4 separate regions of the Mus musculus genome follow, and regions 2, 3 and 4 are each linked to region 1. The links are chromatin contacts, called in public Hi-C and HiChIP or PLAC-seq maps. All regions are on one chromosome and are shown on one strand. Each heading gives the region's core, a stretch centred on a gene start, on an enhancer-like site or on the middle of the called end of the contact. The rest is flanking DNA. Distances are from core to core; before and after follow the strand shown.

Region 1 (2,700 bases), core at 200-2,699:
AGGAAGGGGGCTTAGTGAGCTACCCACCCCTCACCCTAAATCCTGGTTAAGTATATATACATATATATATTGATGTGTTGTTGCTGCCTAGATAATGACAGGCTTGGCTTCTGTGTGCGTGAATTTGCTAGGACTGGAAGTGAAAACATCTACAAAGCATGCAATGCCCTGGAACGGAATTCTTCTAATAAAAGATGTATCATTTTAAATGCGCGGAATTCTGATTCTGGTAATTCGTGCACTAGAGTGTCTATTTCGAGGCAGAGGAGGTATCATATGACAGCTCACGTCAAGGCAGCGTGGAGCCCTCTCGTGGACTCCCACCCACTTTCCCATTCACCGAGGAGAGGACTGCTCTCGCTGCCGCTCCCCCCACCCACCCCCGGCGAGCTAGCATGAAATCTCCCAGCCTCTGCCTAGATCAAATGGAGCTTCTCGCTGAAGGCGTGCGAGTATTACCTCCGCCATGCAATTTCCACTATCAATAATTTAACTTCTTTGCTGCAGAACAGGAGTACATATCGGCCACCAAAGACTCGCCCCCTCCCCCTTTTAACTGAAGAGAAGGGGAAATATATAGTAAGAGTCTAGAACCTTGGGGACCGGTCTTCCCCAGAGCAGCTGCCTTGATGTTTACTTTGACAAGTAGTGACTGAAAAAGGTGGGTTTCTTTTCTTTCTCTTTCCTCACCCCCCCCCCCGCCCCCGTTTGGTCTGCTGGGAAGCATATGGCTTTAGTGAGGTCTGTTATTGCCTAGGCTTCCCGGCTAGAAGCAGTAACTTGGTGTAATGCTATCCGGGGTTATTCATTAATAAAAAATACTGTTATTATCTTGATTGAATTCTATTAGGCACACTCCGGAGAGGTCAGGGCGCAAACTCTGGTTAAGCCGATGTGTTTAAGGTAGCGGAGTAAACCATAACCCCGCACACTCTGTGTAGTTTCATTGTGTGTTCGCTTTTTCTAGCTTTGTGGTGCGGGAAGGTGCGGGAAGGTGTGTCTGGGGCCGGGGCCTGGGGGTGGGGGTGGATGCACGCCCTCTCCCACAGAACTTGGGTGCTGGGATGGAAAAGATGGGGAGAGTTGCAAACCAGGGGAGAAAGATTTGAACGTGTGAGACTCACACTCGCTTCCTCCTACTCTAGAGCACATTGCGGGGAGTAGGGTGCCTAGGAACCGGGATTCGACCACCCCTCCTAGCAAAGGGCACCCTGCGGAGACCGCAGAGGGCAGGCACAGAGCTTTGGGTTTAAGCAGCGAGCTCCGGGGAAATGGAGAGAAGCCAGTGCAAGGCGATCAGGGATACCCCGAGGGCTTCCGAGGGCTTCCGAGGGCTTCCGAGGGCTGAGCCCCCGCAAGGAAAAGGCGCGTCGTCCCCTTTAAGCAGCCACCCCAATGGGTATCGGTGGCGCGGCGGAGCAGGGAGGGGATAGGGGCGGCGCTGTCTGACCAATCGAAGCTCAACCGAAGAGCTAAATAATGTCTGACCCCAGTGCCTGGCTCTGGCTGAGCTCTGGGTGCCCGTCGCTGCTGCCGTGCCGGGGCGCACCCGCTGGCTGGCTGTCGCACGGTTCCCAGTGCGCCCGGGACTCCCGGGCTTGGAGAAGGAAACCGCCTGGGGCGGCGCGCCACCTCCGCCTGGGAGGCTTTGATGAGACCCGGTTCCTTCAACTGCCACCACTGCCTTGGGGCAGACGAGAAAGCGCACGGGGCCCAGGGCAGGGCGCAGGGACCAGAAGCGTGACAACAATGTGACTCCACTGCCGGGGATCCGAGAGCTTTGTGTGGACCCTGAGGTAGGCGACTGCGGGGCGTGGGGCTAAGTGCGAGAGCCAGAGGCGCGTGCGCCCGGGAAAGTTGGCTAGGGGACTGAGAAGTTGTGGGACTGCAGAACTCCGGCTTCACCTTCGTCCCGGGACAGCGGAGGGGCGGGCTTGCTCCTGGGGAGCGTTCTCCCGGGATCCCACGACTCTGAGGGACAGTGCGACCCCAGGAATCCCTTCAGTGTGAGAGAAAAAGCCAAGGGAAGAGGACGACTTGCGCCATGGGAGCTAAGCCTGCGTCCCGGGGATCCCCGAAGTCCTCCCGCAGACGAGGAAGGGTGGTGAGAGAGATATAGAGCGACAGCTGTTGGGGGCTCAGACGGATGGCACCGGGACAGGGCTGGGATGAGAGCCCTTACCACCGGCTTAGGCACTCTCCACGCAAATTTGGACCGGGGTGGTGTGTAGTCCGAGAATGGGTCTTGGCGCCTTCTGTCCTCATCTCTTTTCCTGGGTATCACAACAGGCTGTTCACTGTCACCTGCTCTCTAGGGAGTACTACCAAAGCTTACTTACAGGTCCAAGGTCAACGTTTAACTAGGAAAACTTGGGACCCTTCTTATCGCTGGGGCCTGAAAGGGTCTGCGGAACTCCAGGACAGCCTGTATCCGACCCTCTGTCCATCCTGCGCACCTCCCTTTGGGCATCCTCCTGAGGAAGTGAAAGTTTTGACTTTCATCCGGGAGTAGGTTGGGTGTTTATGGAGGATGAAGAGGCTAGTTTTGATTTCCAGGGATGCTGAAACAGGAAGAGCAATGGATAAGCGACCTAAGCGTAGAAAGAAATAGCTGAAGATGGGGGCTTTGTGCTTGATGACAAGGAAGAAGGGGAAATTGCTGCCGGGGGTGGGGGGGGGGTGGTGTTGTTCCCCCCGGGG
Region 2 (2,830 bases), core at 39-2,538, 250 kb before region 1:
GGTTATTTGCTTTGAACCTACGAACAACCCTACCACAGATCTGGATGATTAAAAACCAAGCTGACAATACTGTCTTTTAGAACTCTTTGAGGGGTTTGGAACAATCAGGAAACTTTAGCCTGTGTTTTCAGAATCTGCTGTCAGGGAAGGTCATCTGAATCATATCCATCAAATGTTGGTGATGACTCACTGTCCAACAAATCTCTTTTTAAAAACTTGTCTTTATAAATACACAAGAAGATATCACTTCTGTTGTTTTTGAGAGGCTTCCTCATTTCCTCTACCTTCCCTCTTGGCCCCCATGCCGAGCCCACCAAACAAAAGGTTCTGCAGAAGAGGTGTACAAACATCTTCACTGCCTACTGATTAAAATGTCTTCAGATACCCCGGATCCTCCGTAGCAGTTGCCCTCCCCTGATTCTGTTCTTCTCTGGCCCTGTCAAGGCTGACTCATTGAAGCCTGAAGGCTTTGCTTCTTAGGGGTTATGGCCTGTGGGGAAGTGAAAGAGTTGCTTGCTGGAGCCAGGTGGTAATTAAATATACAGATGCAGTCCAGTGAAATGGCTATTGCTCAGAAGAGGGTCCCAGCCAACTTAGACCAAAGAGAAATGTTCCTAAAGAGAAGCCTGGGACTGCTTTTCCCTTCACTGGGCCATCAGAGGGGGTAGGAAGTAGGCAAGGAAAGTGTTGTTTTCCAAACCACAATTCCAAGTGCTGCAGACTGAAACAAAGGACTACTTTGTGCTAAGACAGCACCCTGTCACCGAGTTACAATGCCAGTCTTAGTGAGGCCCCTTTGAACTGCATTTGGACAAAGGGGCAAGAGCAAAAGGGAAAAGTGTAGGGTACTTTATTGTAAATTCATGTTCCCAATCAAGATGATTCTGCTGTCCAGAAGGCATTTGACAAACTCTATACAAAAGTTTAGGAATTACAGTTGAGGGTCCGCTATTGTTGTCTATGGAATAAGGGCTAGAAAGTCCACTAACCAGTCTAACTGGCATAAAGCAGCCTTCCCTGACTAAGAATGGTCCAAGATAAATTGTCACTTGTGCTAAGGTCGAGAGGCTCTGCTCTAAATATTGATCTAATTATTGTTACAGACTCCAGTGAGCTGTACCTCAGAGGATGTGCAGCTCTCTTCCCCCTAGCTTCTCATTTCCAGGTTTGCTCCTTAGTCCATTAAGTAGTACACAGCCCCTTCTGGACACAGACGTGATGCAGACACAGCTCTCCTGTGCTGAATCACACCTTGTGTTGTGAAAGCTCTTATTGCAGAGCAGTGGAAACCGTGCTTTTTCTTATCCATGTTGCTCTTAGCAACCAAGCTCTCAGTCTTTATTCAATTACTCAGTCTACAGTCATGTGTTTTTAAGCTACATGTTCCTTCTTAAACACACCGTTCTCTTTTCTGACCTCACAAAAATTTCCACACTCCTGATTTGACTCTTGACTGTGCTAGGCTCAGCTGCATCCTTCCTTTCTGCCTCTACAGGAAAGTCCTTCTAATTTCCATGCACCTGTCTCCTATGAATGTATCAGTGGCCATACACACCCAACTTTCTTTCCTCTAAAAATCCAGGGTTCATTGTCATGTGATAAGCTAATCTTTCCACCCAAGTCTCATCACATATCATCTTGTCTCTTTTGAGACATTTTGTAACAGCATGCCATTGCCTTCTATGACATTCTCAAGGGTCCTATGCTAGAGCAAAATTTCTACCCTTGTTTCTCTGGCTCTTTTCACAGATTGTTTTTTTTGTTGCCTTGGCTGTGAGCTGTTCTTCCCTGGAAAGGAACTGACATGGAGTTTGACCCACAGTAGGAAAGCAGGAGCCATTGCTCTAAGTGGGCCACCTTAGTTTAAGATGGTATGAGACAGGTAAAAAAGTAGCCAGTGGACCCCGGTTGTCTCTACTTGCCTATACTTTCTGTTTAGAACAGTTTCATGACTGCTATCCCTGCTGAACAAAATGTGCCCCAGGCCCACCAGCAAAAGCATGGAGGCGGCAGCTATGCAGAGTCAGTAGCCATCCAAGGGGTAGAAGCAATTTCCAATGAAACCCCTGAGAGCTACCCCTTTGGGCCCCTCATAAGAGACCACACCTACTTCTAAGATTGTCCTTAAAGTTCCAATGTATTAATCTGCAGCTTTTTGACAGCTTATTCCATGGCTAATTCTCTGACTTTCCAAATCCTCCTTGCTAGACTAACATTTGTTTAGAGATATTTTTTACAAGGAATCTCTAATTTCTATATTAATTATAGGGGTCATGTTTTTCTGACCTTCAAATGACAGTCTGGGAGGAATCATGCTGGAGTTGAAGCCCAGAAGCTTCCCCTTTTAGGACTAGCTCTCATATGAGAAGGTGCTATGCAAGCTCCCGAGAGGGAAAAATCAGTAGTCCTACCATGACAGTAGTACCATGAACCACAAAAGTGACTGGGCTGGAAAGATACCCACAGTAGTAGGGTGGTACAACAATGACACTTTTTTTTTCCATCTTGGGAATAGCTGAGAATTGCCTAAATGTACTTAAGGCCCACTAGACAGGAAGGAATTTATGCCTGGTACTGTAAATCTAGCAAACTACCTAAGGCTTGAGAGATCATTAAATGATTGAGGAGAACCTATGACTGCTACTTTCCTACGCCTGTATAATTTCTAACTATTTTCTAAATGTATCCTTATGCCACAGATAGGTTTAGCTCTTGCCTCTCATTAAATAAGCTTCTTTTATGGAAACTACCGCAGAATGCCCAACTGATAAAAATGACTGAGAAAGAATGACTGTGGGGTGTTCATCCTAATGAATACATCTGCAACTGA
Region 3 (2,700 bases), core at 65-2,564, 150 kb before region 1:
ATTTCCTGGACCCATAAAACAGCTTTTAGAAAGGGTGAGCTGTATTTAAGGAAGACATTAATATAGTGCCACAAAATGAGGTTTGCTGACATATGACTCTTTGAATAATTTACTCTAAATAAATTAACACCAGAATTTACATTTACCTTTGAAAGTCCAATTTACTGGAGACTCTGAACATGTGTCCCCTTGAGAATGGGAAAATAAAAAACACAAGCTTTTGTTGGGCTGATTTGCTATGAGCTAAACCATAAAAACCAAAATGATCACTTTTTCTGGAAAAAAAAAAAAACACCTCCCTCCACTTCCTTCAGACCCCCATGTGATGATCTCTCTTCTCCCAGGAGTATTCTTGTTGTCTGATAATATGAGTTCAGAGTTCAGTCCCCAGAAAGGACAACAAGAGAGAAAGGAAATGACCTCATTCAAAGGTCTAGCCTCTTTATCCTCAACCAGAGTCAGAAGTTATCACTAAATTCTCTACATATAGTGTCTTCCTTATGCCCAGTGAGATACTCACGGGAAATGCATATACTGACCCCTTCTAAAGATTATGGCTCTGTTTTAAGGAGGTACCATGCTCAAGAGAGAAGGATGTAGACTCCAGGCTCATATCTGGAAAGTCTTATTTTAGAGTTCTTTCAAGTAATTGACACCTCAGCAATAATTAAGATACTTATACAATTCACATGCTCAGTATAAAACAGACTAGAAGTGACATAAAATAATTTAGCAACCAAAAAACATGTCTGGCTTAGTACTAAGGGCAAATTATTTCCATAGTGGTCAGGGCTAGTTATTTTGGGGTGTCCTCTTATTGTTATAAGAAAACTCTATTTTTCAGAGACTGAAAATAGTTCTCTATGATTGAGGAACAAAAATATGTGAACAATGCCTTTAATAGAGTAGAAAGGTAAAAACAGGGACCTTTTGGCCCATTAAAATGAGTGCATGATTTTTCTCTCCTCTCCAGCTGGCCGCTAACCAGAGAGGCTGATGGGCATAGCAGGATTTCTGGGTACATGTGGTTCCAGCATATGGAGCTATGTTGCTGCCTTGAGCCTGATAATAGCATCCCCTCCTCATTGTTCAGGGCCATCAAACAGTCTTAATCAGTATGCAAACACTGAATGTGAACACCAGTCGAGTTCCTGCCCTACATACATACATATTGCGATATTCCTGTATTTACCCCTAAGTTGCGTTTCACCAACAGCCCTTGGCTTCATGCGGGCTTTGCCATGGAAGCACCTAACACCCTCCATTCTAATATTCCTGTTCCAGCAGCAGAGCAGAGTGGTGAAGAATGTGGACTTTGGAATCAGAGCTGGCACCAAAACCTGGCTTTGCCACATTGGAACAGTATGACTCGTGGCAGATTATCCAACCTCCTAAATGTCGATTTTCTCAACTGTAAAATTAGCAGAGTGCACCAGTTAACTGTGTGGGCCCCAGAGTCAGACTCTAGATATTTCCATACAAAAATCTCTTACTCACACGCTGGCACATCATGAAGCTGCTCAGCCTCTGCCTCCATTTCTTCTCTGCTAAATAGGTGTAGCAAGAACACCTACCAAGCAGGGGAAGAGCAGATGGGACAGTCCATACAGATTGCCCAGTTCAAATACTTGGAAACTATTACTGCTGCTAGTTAAAATAGGCTCCAAGACAGAACTTTGAGTGTTAGGAATAACAAATGTAGAGTGCTTTACAAACACATTCAGTCAAATGCACAGTTGCTTGGATTAGATGCAATAAAAGACATCTTTAATCGTATTTTTTTTCTCTCAAAATCATTCAACCAGCAAATACTGATAGCTCTATTGTCAAAGCTTTCCAGAATCCAACCACCTCCCCCTTCCTCTGGGCCAAACCATCTCCACTCTGCTGGCTCTCCTCTATGAGGATCTCCTAGCTGCTCACCTGAATTTCATCTTTCCACATAAGGTCTATTCATCAATACAGGGACATGTCATTTGCCTTAGAGTTTGTCTGTCCTTCAAGAATATATCTTTTTTACTTTATGACAATGACTTTGTAAAAAGTTCCACAGATATCAGAGTGAGTTTCCATATGCCCTTTGCCCAGTGTCACCATAACGTTGGTTTGATCTATAATGACTAGAACCACACCATGCATAAATGTAGCATGTCACTGGTCACAGCTTCTGCTTGCTATTTGCCGTTCCTTTAATGCATTGTGTGTACAGTTTTGTTCCTGGATAAAACTTGAGATATCATACTGTACTAAGCTGTTGCTTCTGTTGTCTCTTCTAGTTTGTGATAATTTTTTGTTTGTTTGTTTGTTTGTTTTGGTCTTTAATCTTTTGGGAAACTATTTTGCTGTTTGTTTTAGTCTTTAATCGTTTGTGAAACATTTTAAAGAGTATTTGTCAATTGTATTATAAAATTTCCAACAGCATGCTGAGACTTTCCCATGACTGGGATTATGTATTTCTGTTGATGGTATGTATGTACGTAGCATGTTTATATACATGTTTGTGTTTATGAGTGTATTTGTGTGCAGGTACATGTGTGTGCATATATGGGTCTTTCTTGGTCATTTTATTTTTTTGAGACAGCCTCTCATTGGACCTGAATTTTACCAATTCAGCTAGACTAGCTGTCCAGTGAGCTTCAGGGAACCACCTATCTCTGCACTAAGATTGCATACACATATCACTCCAGACTCTGGCTTTCA
Region 4 (2,768 bases), core at 243-2,742, 160 kb after region 1:
GCTCCTAATTTTTTTTCCCCAGATTGTTTGGGATAATTAGGTTTCTTTGCCTTTCTGAATTATTTTTTAAGCTTTCAAAAGTTGTATTCGGATGTAATGACCAAATACAAAAACAAACAAAATCAAAAATGATGTGTTTAATGGTCACCACTATAGTGTTTCTACTTGTATGTGTTAAAATTTAAGATTCATCCTCTCAGCAAGTTCCAAGCACAGAATGCAGTATGCTAAGGGTCATGCTCATGCCATACAGTCTTCTTGTGTGGATTTTAAAGTCAGCTTTACAGGAGAGCACTTCACTGGTCTTGCAGAGGACCCAGCTTCAGTTTCCAGCACCCACATGGTGGCTAACAATTGTCTGTAACTCCAGTTCCAAGGGATCTAACATGCTTTCTGGCCTACGTGAATACCAACTACGCCAATGGTACATAGACATACATGCAGGGAAAACACTCATCCAAAAAAAAATAAAATAAAATAAAATTTAAAGCTCTCTCCCCTCAAGCTTGTCTACCAGCAGAAAGGGATTTTTCATTCTCTTCTGCTCTGCCCTCACCTGCCCTGCTAATGCCTGAGGGCTGAAGGCTTTCTGCAAAGTCTCTAGTTTCTCTCTACCTCAGGGACTTGCTTAACATTCCCACAGCCCACACTCCACCCAAGGCTCTACTGCCTTAATTTCTCTTTGCAGAGTTTATCATCATCCAACAGTTCTACGGCACTTACCTATTTCCTTTTTCATTGCTTCTCCTGAAATACACAGGCATGCACATGAACACGCCAAGAACACATATTGTAGGTAGCTCAATTTATTTTTTTTTTATCTCTAGAAGCTAGAATACTATATAATACTCACTAGACCCTCTTTTCTTTTCTCCTTTGTTCATCCTTTCTCCTTCCCCCCGAACACTTCACTCTTCCCACCATTCATCTGTGGCTATATCATGGCAAAAAATGTATTCGATCACCGAATCCCAAGGAATAAGATAAACATAGTTCTTTACCTTGCTAGAAACAACCCTTGCTCATGGATAAAGAATATACAATACATTTAACTTATATCTACTAGATCCTGCAGTGTGTCAGGTTTCCCGTGATTAAGATAGTATGCATTAAGATAATCTATATTCTCAAATCACAGTCTAGTTTAATTAAAAAGATATTTAAATATATAGGAAATAAGAGAATGATGCTTGCCAAAATAGTGTTACTCAGTGAGGAAGGAATTAGGAGAGGTTTAAAAATAAATCAGTGTGTGTGGTCAAGGCACTTTCAGAAATAACTATCAATTAGAGGGAAGACTAATAGCCGACTGTGAGTTTGGTGGAGAACTTGTCCCCATTTGAGCAACCTGGGGAGTTGATCCAATGACTCGTGTTCCTTTGACAATGAGTCATGCTTAATTTCACGATAGTTTTGCTGTGTTTGTGGTTATGAAACGATCCTCACGCTACCATTCCTAATATTAGAAGATTCTGTTCTAACCAGTACCAAGTGTCAGTCAAGGGAGTGGGTGTGTGTGGTGTGGGGTTTATTTGTTCTCTGGCAGGCCTGGGTTACAGTGAACTCAGCACTTGCCAAATAAGAAAACATCCTGGAACTTTCCTTAATTTGCTGAATGAGACTAAACAAGAGGTGCTTGGGGGCACATTCAGGGGAACTCAGCGAGCCGGATGGAGGGATTCAGAAGGTGAATAGTAAGAGCTGAAATGTTCTCTTGCAATGAAATTGCCCTTCTGAGTAAACGTTCAGCAAACTGGCAGATCCATAACTCTGGGGTTCAGAGGGCTGAGCAGAGCAATAGCAACAGCACGAAGTTGTCTTGAGAACACAGCCCCAGTTTCTAGACTGTATTTCATTCGTGAACACTTCTGAAGCTCCATTTCTAATTCCATTTACAACCAAAAATGGAAACTTTGCTCATAAAAGGACTCAGTATAGCTGGGCAGTGGGGTCAAATGTCTTTGATGGAAGCACTTGCGAAACAGAGATGTCTGTAAGTTCAAGGCCAACCTGGTCTACAATACGGTGTGAGTTCTGTGTAGCCAAGGCTACATAGAAAAACCTTACCTTAAACTCCACTCCCTCCAAAAATGAGGACACAGGGACCTCACCACTACCACTAAAAATGAGGGCACAATATGAAGACACAGGGAAATGGTAAAGTGTTTGAATGAACTTGAGGGGGGGAAGGTAGGACTGGAGAATAGCTAAGTGGTTGCTGGATATTTCACATTCATTACCCCATCTGATCTGCATCATATTCCTGATGGCTAATAGTGCTTACTTTCTCTATTTTATAAAATGAACACTGAAGCTCAGATAGAGGAGAGATTTCCAACATAAGAGTCAGGACTTGAGCTCTGTTTTGGTTTTAGTTTTGTTTTTGTTGTTGTTTATTGTTGCTGTTATTATTATTGTTCCTCCCTTCTAACTTATATTCTTTCTTCTCCACCTCCTCTGCAAAAAGATCTGGAAAATAAGTTGTAAAGCTCTAGTCTAAAGCCAAGTTTCATGACCTAGGCTTACTATTGGGAATCACTGGGAATTTAACCCTCCAATGGCTGGAGCGTCATATTTGGTGGGAGTATAATCTGGACACTGAGGGTTTTTTTTTTTTTCATTTTAACTTGTTCCTATTGAAAAGAAACTTTTCACTCAATATATTTTGTTCATGTTTACCCCTCCCCCAACTCCTCTGAGATCTTATCCACCTCCCTATCCAACCAACTTCATGTTCTTTCTCTTTTATTTTATTTTTTAAAAGGAAG

Evidence for each region. HiChIP or PLAC-seq counts read pairs in DNA pulled down with a chosen protein or histone mark. A called contact is a pair of places that touch in the nucleus more often than the background predicts.
Region 2: a contact with region 1 is called in a CTCF HiChIP or PLAC-seq map of the NIH/3T3 cell line, with 7 read pairs. The contact joins the enhancer-like site here to the promoter of Bdnf in region 1. A contact is called at or near these places in 1 of 15 datasets of contacts at CTCF or cohesin (the NIH/3T3 cell line), 1 of 484 Hi-C or Micro-C datasets (liver), 2 of 115 datasets of contacts at active chromatin or transcription factors (both in embryonic stem cells) and 2 of 9 other capture datasets (embryonic stem cells and pancreatic islet).
Region 3: a Hi-C map of cerebellum shows a contact between it and region 1, with 2.3 times the contacts expected there. The contact joins the enhancer-like site here to the promoter of Bdnf in region 1. A contact is called at or near these places in 9 of 484 Hi-C or Micro-C datasets (the NIH/3T3 cell line, cerebellum, embryonic fibroblasts and 4 more), 3 of 115 datasets of contacts at active chromatin or transcription factors (astrocytes and embryonic stem cells) and 1 of 9 other capture datasets (adipose tissue).
Region 4: a FOXA1 HiChIP or PLAC-seq map of pancreatic cancer cells shows a contact between it and region 1. The contact joins the enhancer-like site here to the promoter of Bdnf in region 1. A contact is called at or near these places in 13 of 484 Hi-C or Micro-C datasets (the 3T3-L1 cell line, 3T3-L1-derived adipocytes, the AML12 cell line and 8 more), 5 of 115 datasets of contacts at active chromatin or transcription factors (a colorectal cancer cell line, embryonic stem cells, neural progenitor cells and 2 more) and 1 of 9 other capture datasets (adipose tissue).

Annotation. Positions count from the first base shown.
Region 1 is chr2:109,692,114-109,694,813 of GRCm38.p6, forward strand. Bdnf (brain derived neurotrophic factor) reads left to right here and starts at 1,450. Exons shown (of 2, transcript NM_001048142.1): 1 at 1,450-1,796.
Region 2 is chr2:109,442,428-109,445,257 of GRCm38.p6, forward strand. No RefSeq gene overlaps it. Among named protein-coding and RNA genes, the nearest start is that of Kif18a, 160 kb to the left of the region's middle. Within about 2 kb of position 1,289, at least 26 of the 459 cell types and tissues checked have an H3K27ac peak or open chromatin away from gene starts, as enhancers often do. A contact at or near this core is called in the NIH/3T3 cell line, where this site is marked.
Region 3 is chr2:109,545,662-109,548,361 of GRCm38.p6, forward strand. No RefSeq gene overlaps it. Among named protein-coding and RNA genes, the nearest start is that of Bdnf, 150 kb to the right of the region's middle. Within about 2 kb of position 1,315, at least 3 of the 459 cell types and tissues checked have an H3K27ac peak or open chromatin away from gene starts, as enhancers often do. A contact at or near this core is called in cerebellum, where this site is marked.
Region 4 is chr2:109,854,364-109,857,131 of GRCm38.p6, forward strand. No RefSeq gene overlaps it. Among named protein-coding and RNA genes, the nearest start is that of Lin7c, 35 kb to the right of the region's middle. Within about 2 kb of position 1,493, at least 20 of the 459 cell types and tissues checked have an H3K27ac peak or open chromatin away from gene starts, as enhancers often do. A contact at or near this core is called in a colorectal cancer cell line and pancreatic cancer cells, where this site is marked.